Regions from separate parts of the Zea mays genome. Here regions 2 and 3 are each linked to region 1. Evidence: chromatin contacts called from public Hi-C data. All regions are on one chromosome and are shown on one strand. Each heading gives the region's core, a stretch centred on a gene start, on an enhancer-like site or on the middle of the called end of the contact. The rest is flanking DNA. Distances are from core to core; before and after follow the strand shown.

Evidence for each region. A called contact is a pair of places that touch in the nucleus more often than the background predicts.
Region 2: a Hi-C map of endosperm shows a contact between it and region 1, with 1.6 times the contacts expected there. The contact joins the enhancer-like site here to the promoter of LOC100284966 in region 1. A contact is called at or near these places in 2 of 25 Hi-C or Micro-C datasets (endosperm and leaf).
Region 3: a Hi-C map of ear shows a contact between it and region 1, with 2.0 times the contacts expected there. The contact joins the promoter of LOC103632948 here to the promoter of LOC100284966 in region 1. A contact is called at or near these places in 5 of 25 Hi-C or Micro-C datasets (ear, leaf and tassel).

Annotation. Positions count from the first base shown.
Region 1 is chr7:139,962,834-139,966,984 of Zm-B73-REFERENCE-NAM-5.0, forward strand. LOC100284966 (protein brittle-1) reads left to right here and starts at 2,374. Exons shown (of 5, transcript NM_001157861.2): 1 at 2,374-2,686; 2 at 3,906-4,000. The coding sequence starts at 2,486.
Region 2 is chr7:140,211,393-140,215,543 of Zm-B73-REFERENCE-NAM-5.0, forward strand. No RefSeq gene overlaps it. Among protein-coding and RNA genes, the nearest start is that of LOC103632951, 3.3 kb to the left of the region's middle. Within about 2 kb of position 1,944, at least 2 of the 20 cell types and tissues checked have an H3K27ac peak or open chromatin away from gene starts, as enhancers often do. A contact at or near this core is called in endosperm, where this site is marked.
Region 3 is chr7:139,721,398-139,725,548 of Zm-B73-REFERENCE-NAM-5.0, forward strand. LOC103632948 (helicase SEN1) reads right to left here and starts at 1,670. Exons shown (of 22, transcript XM_020541013.2): 1 at 1,218-1,670.

The sequences.
Region 1 (4,151 bases), core at 1,124-3,623:
CTTGTTTCAGTACTTTGTCTTGCTGGTTTACTTGCCCCACACAATTGTTGAATCACATTGCTTATGCATTTGTGGACTGTGCTACATATATTTATGAGAGAATTCCATGTGTGTTGTAAAAAAAATTGCTTTCACATTTATACCACAAAAAAAGTGTGTTACCCTATGGTATCACAATTCGAGTTTTAGTCTACCACTGCTGTCTGTTTTTGCTAACTTGGACATTAACTATAAAGAACATTATGAATTATTGATTAGGTTGAACAGAATGTTGTTCTGAGAACAAACACAGATTATCTCACTGAATTATTGATTACTTGTCTTGAGAATACTGTTATTGTAGAAAGCTTGTGCATTGCATGTATATGAAAAAAGAATCTTACATAGGTATCGATCTTCTCGGAGATGTTTATTTATTGGTGTTTGAGAATATATATATATATATATTTGAATTATTGCCTGCACAGTTTGAAGGATCGAGATAACTGTAGTTGTGTTGGCTTTCCTTTTTCCATTCAGTGCGTAGTTGATGGCTAACTTCATGACTATCATGAGTGACTTAACTGATTTTGTCAAATAATTCAATTAGTAACACGTCTGATGAATCATAATCCTCTGTGCTACCTGTACCCGCCGTAGTAAAATAAAATATTATGGCATGTTAGCCTCCTTGCTTTGTTAGTTTGGAGAGTACTCTGTAATTTTCTTGGTTGCCTTGTAATATCAGGTTACTATAGCTGTCTGCATCGAGACTGTTTTGTGTCTTGAACTAAGAAAAACTCTCCATGGTTTGCAGAACCAAGACAAGAAAACAGATATCAACTGTGACGCCACACTCAGAAGCTTGTTTGGTGGGAGGGACAAGGTTGGGATGCTGGAGATCTCCAAGCTTTTGAGTCGTGACTTCCCGAAAATCTCCAAGCTTTTGTGGTCCATGGAGCCAGGGATGGCTCTTTGGTAAAAGACTTCGTTGTGGATGGCCTCTTTTATGGTCCATGTTAAGTCTCAAGTCCCACTAGGTGGTTAAGCAGAAAAATCTTGTGATGGCATTAAGACTTTCAGACTTTGTTTTTGGGTCTGATGCATGTAAAAAGGATTCCCAGTGTTTCTGTTGCTCTTGCGATCCTGTGAGGACACATATGAGAGAAATATTTAGTCTGTTGATGGCAAATCTTGTCTTATGTTCATGCCTGTGTCTATCTGATCAAGCGTTATGATATGATCCCATGCGTGGTACTGTGTTCTTTAGAGATGTACTTAATTATGTTTCTCTTGCATTTCATATTGCTTTGTCTAATTGTTACCGCAAATTAAGATTTTATTATAATTCCAATTTGATATGCCTCATCATAACCATGGTTACTGTAGGGCGCACCAAAGTGCGCCTCCTGATCTAGTGCTATAAAAGGACTTCTAAAATAACCGAAGGGAGTAGCTGACAAGCAGAATCTCTTAATTGCTTAATTCCAAGGTTCTTACGACTATAAACTGAGTGGTAACAAAAGAAAAAAATGATGCCAATTAATTAGGGTTTTTGGAACTCAAAGTTAAATGAGTAATAAAAAAAGAGAGTAATGCTATTAATTAGAGAGATAGAGGAAATAAAATGCTAAGGGCTTGTTCGGTTAGCTCTCAATCCATGTGGATTGAGTGAGATTGGATGAGTTTGAATCCCAAACATATCAAACTTCTTTTTAATTGTTTCTAATCTCATCTAATCCATGTGTATTGGGAATAACCGAATAAGGCCTAAATTGACATTTGAGTGAGTTACGCCCTGCATATTAAGGGTGATAATAAATCATAATCCAAATATTTCTCTACTCATTTAATCAATCCTTGCTACCCCTAGCTACGTGACAACCCTGACATCCGCACTCCTGACCCACTCTCCCCTTCATCTCTTTTATGATCGCACCCTCCATAGGTCAGTGATTTACACATCGCACGCATACCCGGGACCACAAATAAAGTATTTTTTTCTGTGCAGACATGACGAGAGTATGTACAATGAGTGTCTTAAGTTGTGTCTTAGAGTGTGTCTAGAGGGTGAATGTAAAAAAACTAAAGACATGTATCTTGACGAAGACACAATGTCTTAGCTCTATGTTCGAGATAGGAGACTAGTTGGTTGGTCACTTTAATTTATTGAATGCTCTAATTAGTACAATGAATATGGTAAGACATATGTTTTAGACATGACCATTATATTATTTATGTTTTAGTTGTGTCTTATACTTGGAGTACCGTTTAGCGGTGTGTAGGTTGTACCTGCCTTGATGGTTGAAAATGTGCTGTCGTCACCATGCAAACACCACATCGAGATACGTGCCATTCAAAACAGCAGTATGTACTAAACATTTTTGGACCGCAAAGCAAAGCAGTGCAGACAACGTTCGCACTGGCCACCCCTGCATCCCCGCTATTAACTTCCGCCCCCCAAAATCCAAAAGCAGCGCAGCGAGGGAAGCGGTCACGCGCCGCCATGGGCTACCAGGATGCGCCGGGCGGCGGCGGGAAGCTATCGCTCGCCAGCGTGGGCTTCGCCGGCCCGGGCGCGGGGGCAGGAGGGGGCGGCTACAAGGAGCTGCTCGTCATGGCGCTGCCTCAGGACGACGGCCTCGACGGCGCCAAGGTCGCGGAGGCCATCGGCGTCAGGCTACCGGACGTCGGAGGGGCCGTGAGGGTAAGGAAATCCCCACCTGATTTTACGTGCTTCCAATCCCATGTTTCTGGAGCGATGGAAGGGACGCGTATTTCGATTTTGGCCGGTTACTCTTTTTTTTTCTGAACTAATTGAAACTGGCGTACTGCGCTTTCCCCCATTGGTTGCGACTTGCGTGTTTAGTTTTAGGCTTTTGATTTCTATGATTCGGCACATAGTTTCAGATTCCTACGTTGTCACAAGGGCGTGCCTTTTTGCTGCTAAAGTGCTAAGTATGCGGACTGTCCTTGATCACGCGAGATTTTTTCCCACCGTTGTTGCAAGTATAACTTGCTGCGGTGAAGATTCTTTTGGTCATCTCAGATGTTGCCTCGTTGCAGAGTTTTGGCCTAGTTCAGCTTCCAACCGAGACACCAGTAGTCTTGTCAACTGTAGGTGCCTCCTGTTCCTGTCGATAAGGGCTGTGCTTCTACGGTTCTACAATGCCTTCTATGCTTGCGTTCATCTCGGTGGCTTCATCCAAATAATCGTTTCCAACTTATTATTTTCTCAGTCATAGTCCTTCTGTTAAATTTCCATTGATGAACAACAATTAAGGTATGCATGATGCTATGCTATCTTTAGGAGTTAGGACCACATCGTGCATACAATCGATGCACATGTGCCTTTCCTTTTCTGATTTTCCTCAACCTAGGTCGATAATTGGTTATCGAATCCCAAACGTAGGCTACAGTTGGAAATATTAACATTTTGTACTCACCGGCTATGAGGAATAGCTTTTACTCTACATAAGCGTTACCCACATACTTGGTTAAGGTTGAAAACCTTGAAGAGAAGATCAAACGTGCTTCCAGAAGTCAAACGGAATAAACGTATGTTAAGCAAAGTTTGAAAAAGGTGTGGTTTGGCTGGATATATCCGTTACAGGTCTGGACAAAATGTTTCTTTCACAGATGGCATGGTATTTGTGCTTCTCTATCCATCCCTCCTGTGGTCTTTATCCACGTACTTGGAAGATGTTTACGCATAAAGGTTCAGTTGTCTCTGTTCCCCTTGCCCTTTTCATTCTTTGGTACATTGACAACCACACAATGCCAAAACACTTGCAGTTGCAGCTAGGCTTTCCATAGAGAAGTTGCTTCAACTCCTATTCTCATAGATGCCTTATGAATTTAAACTTTGAAGCTAGTGATGATTTTTGACTGATTATTTTAGTCCTCTTGTATCCAATTCACTGCAGACTGTTTTGGAGAGCAGAGAGGCCAGAGAATTTGCTAGTGGAGCACTAGCTGGTGCTATGTCAAAGGCTATTCTTGCTCCTCTAGAGACTATCAGGTATTCACTAACTTTTTATCTCTAGCTTTAACTTTTGCACTTGGCCTTTTTGTTTACACATTACAAACGTAGATGCAAATCCTACATCTAGTTTGTTCAACGTTGAAACTTTAAGCTTGCTTTTCATCGCTTCTTATTATGCATTTCCGAG
Region 2 (4,151 bases), core at 694-3,193, 250 kb after region 1:
AGAGACAACATAACATGCTTGTTGCACCAAAAAGAACATGAGGAGCATGGAAAAAAAATCAACATTGCGTCTAAGACAGCTAGGCATATAATGTGCATTTGGAAATGACATTGAAGATCATAATGTGCATATATAAAGGTGACTATACACTATAATAATAGGTAAAGATCATGAGAGGTAATGTACAGACCACCAATGGAATCTTACTTGTCTAGAAAATAGGATAAGGGAAGAAGTAATTACCACGTTGGTGTTGTCTAGGAGCATGGTACTACCCAGCACCGTTCCAAAATGAATCTACAATGAAGTCAAAACACAAATTAACAATTTAGCATATTAACAATCATTTATGTATTATTAATACGCTAAATGCAGAAGGCATTTTCGAACGGAAGACTTGACAAAGTGCAGAAAATGATTCTAATGCTCACCTTTCTTTGTCAATGAGGTGGTCGTGTCACCCTTTTCTGCTGATTTGTTTCCATAAACTGATCTAAGTTACATATAAAAAAGAAGGAAAAATAGCAAACTTGCCCTCTGACGAATTGAAAGAATCGAAAGTTGAAGAATAGCGTGGCTACAAATAATTAGAAACAATCCTAACAGGTCATGTATTTGGAGGTTTATCACTACAACAGCCGCTCTATTGCCCAGAGGGAATGCAGCGAGGCTTATGAAAAAATCTAGGGAAAAAGAAAACCAAAATATGCACATCCTAGCTTAGATTGTAAATCATAGAGGAATCGAATGTAGAATCGATTGGCCCAAGGGAATGCAGCGAGTTTTCTATTTTAAAAAATGCTGAAACACTGAAAAAGAAAATAAACTCTGCACATCATAGATTCAAAGCCATAAAAAGGAACAAGAGTGGGGAGCACAATGTTGAAGGGGCACCCAAAGGAAAAAATTGACTTTTCCAGACTCTATTTCCATATAAAGTAGACTAAACAAGAAACACACACTTCCATGTTGCAAATCAAGATATGGAAGCCTCCCATGCTGTAGGAAAAAACCTAAACAAATCTAGTAGTGACAAGCCTTTCCACCTCATACATTAGAGCACAGAAAGGATCGAAGGGTAAAAACCAAGAGTAACTTAAAAATTGTAAAGAAAACAAAGAAGCAATATGAAGGATAGAGAGATGGAATGCAGCGCCCAAAGGAAAACAACAAAATAACACGTCATAGTGACATTGGAGGCAGCCAAAAATGGAGGTCTGCAAAGAAGGGGATGCCTGTGAAATAATAAAGGCATGCCAAATGGAAAGTCACCTTCCCGATTGTGTTACCAGACGAATATCAATAAGTAGGACCACACCATTCATGCTCCAAAATAGAAATGCATACAAGCTTCACCGAGCAAGCGATAGAAGCACGGAAAAACACAATTGAAGAGAATGTCGTGGAACTGGAAGACGCCAGACATGGTCGAAGCAAGCTCTAGGCTAGAAGACGCTTGACATGGTCGAAAGGACGCAGCTCGACGAAAAAATAAACATACTTCGAGCACATAAAGGAAACGTGAGTGTAGAGAATATTGTGGAAGTGGAAGACACCGGATAAAGCCGAATCAATAATCCCCAAGCTAGGATACGCCGGATAGCGAATATGGCGGAAGTAAATAACTTGGAAAAAAGAAACATTGGAAAAAAAACTTGACGAGGAAGCTGAGACGGCAAAGAAACTGATAGAAACGAAGCAGGTGTAAAAATGGGCACATGGAAACCTCATAACATATCCACCAAAACGGATCGGACCAGCAAGGAGTGGGAAAAATATGTATCTCACTAAACAATCAGAGCGGATGAGTAAGGCGGCAGTAGACAAAGCGTTTAGGCTGAAGCAAAGTAGATAAGGAAGGCGACGAAAGACAAAGCAACTAAGAAAGAATGATGCAGAGATGAGGAAAGCGATGGAAGACGAAGCGACTAGAAGAGGACCGGGGGCGGAGGAAGCCAGAAGCATCCAAAGGCAAAGTGTCAGATCTCAGATGGAAGTTATGGAACTCTCCAGAGGAGAGCCTCGTCCTTTTTTTCTTTGTTTACTCGCCACTGATGCAGTGATAGATATGGACCGTTGATTTGTAATCAAACGGGGGACAAATTTTTGATGACGTGGATAGTCTGGTTGTTGCCGTTTTGAACCAGCTTTAATGGAACTCTCCAGATGAGAGCCTCGTCCTTTTTTTTCTTTGTTTACTTGCCACTGATGTAGTGATAGATATGGACCGTTGATTTGTAATCAAACGGGGGACAAATTTTTGATGACATGGATAGTCTGGTTGTTGCCGTTTTGAACCAGCTTTAATAATAAAGAAATTATCAACTTTGATCAAACCTTTTCAACCTTGTTTGGATCTCCTAAGAAAAATGAAAATGAGGTACAAAAAAAGAATGAGGTCTATATCTACTATTTTTACTACGCAAAGAGAAAAAAATAACAAAAAGGGGGTTCCCTATTTCATTAGCAAATAGGAAACCAAAGTGTCACGTCACTTTACAGCTTACATGTCTTAGATCTCAAACAACATCTTGCCTAATATCACATAAAAGGTTCTAGAAAGCTAGATCTGAAAGTCTATTACAGAATCAAAAAGCCACAAGGAGAGTAGCAAACTAAGACATTTAAACTAAGCAACAGACATCTCACAACACATCTAGTGTCAGGGAGGAACCAACCGAGGGTTTCAAATGTGCGGTACTTCAAACAGTGACACCACACCAAGCACAGCTTGATGGAAGCGCACTTCAAGAAAACGTCTTTATTTACGTAATACGACGATCAACTGGTGTCCACCCTAATGCTCTTTTGAAGATTTCTTCATAATTCTTATGATTAGCTTGCTTTTTCCCTCCAGCGTCATTCTTGTTGTTCTTTTCTGGATGATAGCCCAAGAGTCCAACCAAAAGCAGCAAAGAAGAAAAATGTTAGTAGCATCGGCAAGATCTTTATTATTAAAGCATCTATTATTTCTAATTCTCCAAAGAGTCCACAAGACAACTCCACAACCTACAATGAGCAGGTTTGTGTCATCTTTTTTGAAATTTCCCATCCACGAACCAAACATCTCATTAGCATTATTTGGAATGTCAAGACTATTTAAAGCATTTTGGATTACTCTCCAAGTGAAACTAGCAACCTGACAGTCGTGAAAAATATGCTTTGTGAAAGGGAATTAGGCTTACACCTAGTTCCTATATAATTTTGGTGGTTGAATTGCCCAACACAAATCTTTGGACTAACTAGTTTGTTCTAGTGTATAAGTTATACAGGTGCAAAAGGTTCACACTTAGCCAATAAAAAGACCAAGTATTGAGTTCAACAAAAGAGCAAAGGAGCAACCGAAGGCTCCTCTAGTCTGGCGCACCGGACTGTCCGGTGTGCCACCGGACAGTGTCCGGTGCACCACCGGACTCCAACTCGAACTCGTCACCTTCGGGAATTTCCAGAGCCGGCGCGCTATAATTCACCGGACTGTCCGGTGTACACCGGACAGTGTCCGGTGCTCCAACGAAGAAGCTGCCCTGGAACTCGCCAGCCTCGGGATTTCACGAAGGCTGCTCCGCTATAATTCACCGGACATGTCCGGTGTGCACCGAACTGTCCGGTGCATCCTCGGAGCAATGGCTACTTCGCGCCAACGGCTACCTGCAACGCATTAAATGCGCGCGCAGCGCGCGCAGAAGGCAGGCGCGCCCATACCGGCGCACCGGACACTGAACAGTTCATGTCCGGTGCGCCACCGGACATCGAGGCGGGCCCAGAAGTCAGAACTCCAACGGTCAGATTCCAACGGCACTGGTGACGTGGCTGGGGCACCGGACATGTCCGGTGTGCACCGGACTGTCCGGTGCGCCATCGAACAGACAACCTCCACCAACGGTCAAGTTTGGTGGTTGGGGCTATAAATACCCCAACCACCCCACCATTCATTGCATCCAAGTTTTCCACTTCCCAACTACTTACAAGAGCTCTAGCATTCAATTCTAGACACACCAAAGAGATCAAATCCTCTCCAAATTCCACACAACGCCCTAGTGATTAGAGAGAGAGATTTGCTTGTGTTCTTTCGAGCTCTTGCGCTTGGATTGCTTTCTTCCTTCTTAATTCTTTCATTTCGATCAAACTCACTTGTAATTGAGGCAAGAGAC
Region 3 (4,151 bases), core at 420-2,919, 240 kb before region 1:
CTCAAAGTCCTAGGTTCAACTCCCAATGGGAGCGAAGTAAACAAAACATTTAAAAAACATGCCTCCTCAGTTGCATTCCTGAGCTTCCAGCGAGATGCACGTGGCCGCAGGCATGTGTCCTGCAACCTGCTCACTCAGTGACACGTCCATGGCAGCCAGCCTTCTGTGTGTTTCTCAGCCTATGTGTGGGAAGTTTCTTCTTAGTGCAATGTTGTAGGGGCGGTCTTTCGCCCGCAGGTCAAGTTTTTTTTATTAAAAGCGATGTTATCCTAAACGGACGTTAGACCGTTTTAACGCCGTTTAGATGCTACTCAGTAGCTAACCGTTTAGGCCATTTAATCTGTTTAATCCCGTATAATCTGTTTTTTAGTCTGTTTAAACGTCTGTGTAGTTCGATTAAACACTAAACCGAGGATGACCGACTGTTTACCATTTAGCATTCAGGATAACACTGATTAAAAGAATTTTCTACTCCCTCTATCCCAATTTATAATTCGTTTGACTTTTTGTACCAAGTTTGACCAGCTCATCCTATTCAAAAAAAAATTGTGATAACAAGAAAATTTCAAAGCCATACTTAAAGTACATTATATGCTAAACAATACTACGGTAACAATTAATAATAATTATGAATTTTTTTAATAAGGCAGCTGGTCAAACTTGATGCGAAAAAATCACACGAATTATAAATTGGAACGGAGGGAGTATTTTTTTATTCCTTACTGAAAACGTTGTGTCCAATGGTCTACTTTTGATCACATTACAAATGGCATACTATGTCTGCAAATGACCATTTAATAAAAAGTTAAGCTTCACAAAATCTAATTCCTATCAACTACTTCCCCAAATCAAACGCAACCTAATAATACTGCCACTAGATATCCAGCAGCATGAATTCCATTACAACAATGCTTCATTCATGACGTTAACAGAACCTGAAATCTACAAGTAATGTGGGGAGACAGAGAAGCCATAGGCACATACATTCGCGTTATACTATCAACTTCCGGGAAGTTGACTTCCCAAAGCAAACCTCGAGCTTATTACGGTCCAGCAAGCTGCTCGAACGAATCATAATCTAAGGTGCAATCCTAAACCCACGACGACAACCCTAAACCCCCGGCCGAGTACGCATCGTACCAACCGCCATGCCGCCTTAAGAGCTACGCGAAGCGAGGGAGCAATGGGGGCGGCCACAAGCCCACAACCACACTTACCACTCCTCCTTGGCGCGGATGAGTCGCCGGTGCTTGGCGGCGGACGACTCGCCGCCGTCATCGGCGTCCTCGTCCTCCTGCATCCTGCGCCAACGGTCGGCCAGGTCGATCCGCCGCGCCGCCGCCATCGCCGCGGACGGCGCCGGTCCGTGATCGGTGCCGGCCCGGCGTGGTTCTAGGGTTTCGGCAAGACGGCGAGCGAGCGCGCGGGATAGAGACGTGAATGCGAGAGCGCGGGAGTGCGGTTTCGGAACGGAAGGATTTGCGAATGGTATGGTATCTGCCGGGCGAGGTTATAGGCAATGGCGGCCCCTTGCCCGGAACCGCTCCTCCGTGCCCGCCACTTTGGGGGAAGTACGCTGCGCGTTCTCGCGCCCGGCGCAGTAGCCGAATTTCGTGTTGTTTTCCCCCTTTCTCTTTCTAGAGCGACTCTAATTCTCTAAACAACTCTCTAAATCTTATTTTAAAAGTAAACAAAAAATAGTTTTTAATAGTTCTCTAAATAGATTTGCTAATTTTAGTTACTTCCTATCCAACCATAGTTGCCGTTATTTTCTCCACACCTGCGTGCTTAATATTTTCCATTTTCAGATAGTTAGATAGGACACACTCTTTTTTCCACTTTCTCGAACAATAAGGCATTTAGGTCCAACGTGCATGATACAAGCTTCTCCTTCGTTGTTGGACCACTGTCGCACAATAAGTTGCGGCACTAGACCACCACTCCTCCACATGTCGTGTCGATCACGGTTTTCTTCTCTGTCCTCGACATCCTCTGCTCTCAACCTTGCCGCCAGCCAAGTTCGATAGAGGTAGGACTGCCAAAGCTAGATTCAAAATTGAAATACTCCCAAAATATGGCAACTATTAAAGATCAAACTATTTTTACTTCCAATAGCTAATTAGCAACTTGCTAAACATGATTTTAGTAAGCTATTTTTAGAGAACTCTTGGAGTTGCTCTTAGGCTATCTCTAGGATAACCTTTATCGTATCCTTCCTCTTGTTCTTTATTTTAAACTTCTCTCTACAAATAATGTTAAACAACACCATCTATAATTCTGTGTCCCATATTTTTTCAAAATCTACTGAAGATAGTCTAGGCCCCGGTTGGTTAGAGGGACTAGAGAATTGTCGGCATTTCGAACCCGGGGGTCCCTGGACCGACGAGTAAATTGTCGCCGCGTGCCCCAGCCCAGATGGGTCGGCGCGAGATGGAGTGCGAAGGGGGGAAGAAGCCGGAGGGAGACAGGCGTAAAAGGGGAAACCTGCGGCCTTCGTGTTTGTCCTGCGCCCAGGTCGGGTGCGCTTGTAGTAGGGGGTTACAAGCGTCCACGCGGGAGGGAGCGAGCGGCTTACGCGAGCGCTGTCCCGTCCTTCCCCGCGCGGCCAACCCTCTGTAAGAGGGCCCTGGACATTCCTTTTATAGGCGTAAGGAGAGGATCCAGGTGTACAATGGGGGGTGTAGCAGTGTGCTAACGTGTCTAGCGGAGAAGAGCTAGTGCCCTAATTACATGTCATCGTGGCAGCCGGAGAGGTTTTGGCACCCGGTTCGTGTGGTGTCGTGGCCGTCGGAGGAGCGCTGGAGCCTGGCGGAAGGACAGCTGTCGGGGCTGTCGAGTCCTTGCTGACGTCTCCTTGCTTCCGTAAGGGGGCTGAGAGCCGCTGTCGTCATAGAGCATGTGAGGCGCCATCATTACTTGTTTACCGGGGCGAGCCGGATGGGACGTCGGTCTTGTTCCTCGTAGCCTGAGTTAGCTTGGGGCAGGGTAATGATGGTGCCTCCTGTGACGTGGTCGGTCCGAGCCCTGGGTTGGGCGAGGTGGAGGCTCCTCCGAGGTCGAGGTCAAGTCTGTCTTCCGAGGCCGAGGTCGAGTCCGAGCCCCTGGGTCGGGCGAGGCGGAGACCGTCGGCTGAGGCCAGGGCTGAGTCCGAGCCCTGGGGTCGGGTGGTGCGGAGTTCGTCGTCTTCCGGGGCTGAGCCCGAGTCCGAGCCCTGGGGTCGGGCGATGCGGAGTTCGTCGTCTTTCGGGGCTGAGCCCGAGTCCGAGCCCTGGGTCGGGCGATGCGGAGGTCGTCGTCTTCCGGGGCCGAGCCCGAGTCCGAGCCCTGGGTAAGGCGAGGCGGAGCTCGTCGTCTTCCGGGACCGAGCCCGAGTCCGAGCCCCGGGTCGGGCGAGGCGGAGTTTCCTATGGCGCCCGAGGCCGGACTTGGCTGCTGTCAGCCTCACTCTGTCGAGTGGCACAGCAGTCGGAGCGGCGCAGGCGGCGCTGTCCTCTTGTCAGGCCGGTCAGTGGAGCGGCGAAGTGATTGCGGTCACTTCGGCTCTGTCGACTGAAGGGCGCGCGTCAGGATAAGGTGTCAGGCCACCTTTGCATTAAATGCTCCTGTGATACGGTCGGTTGGCGTGGCGACTTGGCCAAGGTTGCTTCTTGGCGAAGACTGGGCCTCGGGCGAGCCGAAGGTGTGTCCGCCGCTGGAGGGGGTCCTCGGGCGAGACGTAAATCCTCCGGGGTCGGCTGCCTTTGCCCGAGGCTGGGCTCGGGCGAGGCGAGATCGTGTCCCTTGAGTGGACCGATCCTTGACTTAATCGGACCCATCAGGCTTTGCAGCTTTATGCTGATGGGGGTTACCAGCTGAGATTAGGAGTCTTGAGGGTACCCCTAATTATGGTCCCCGACAGTAGCCCCCCAAGCCTCGAAGGGAGTTTTAATACTCGCTTGGAGGCTTTTGTCGCACTTTTTTGCAAGGGGACCGGCCTTTCTCGGTTGCGTTTTGTTCCGGTGGGTGCACGCGAGCGCACCCGCCAGGTGTAGCCCCCGAGGCCTCGGAGGAGTGGTTTGACTCCTTCGAGGTCTTAATGCGTTTCGCAATGCTTCGGCCGGTCTGATTGTTCCCTCATGCGAGCTGGCCGTAGCCCGGGTGCACGGTCGGGT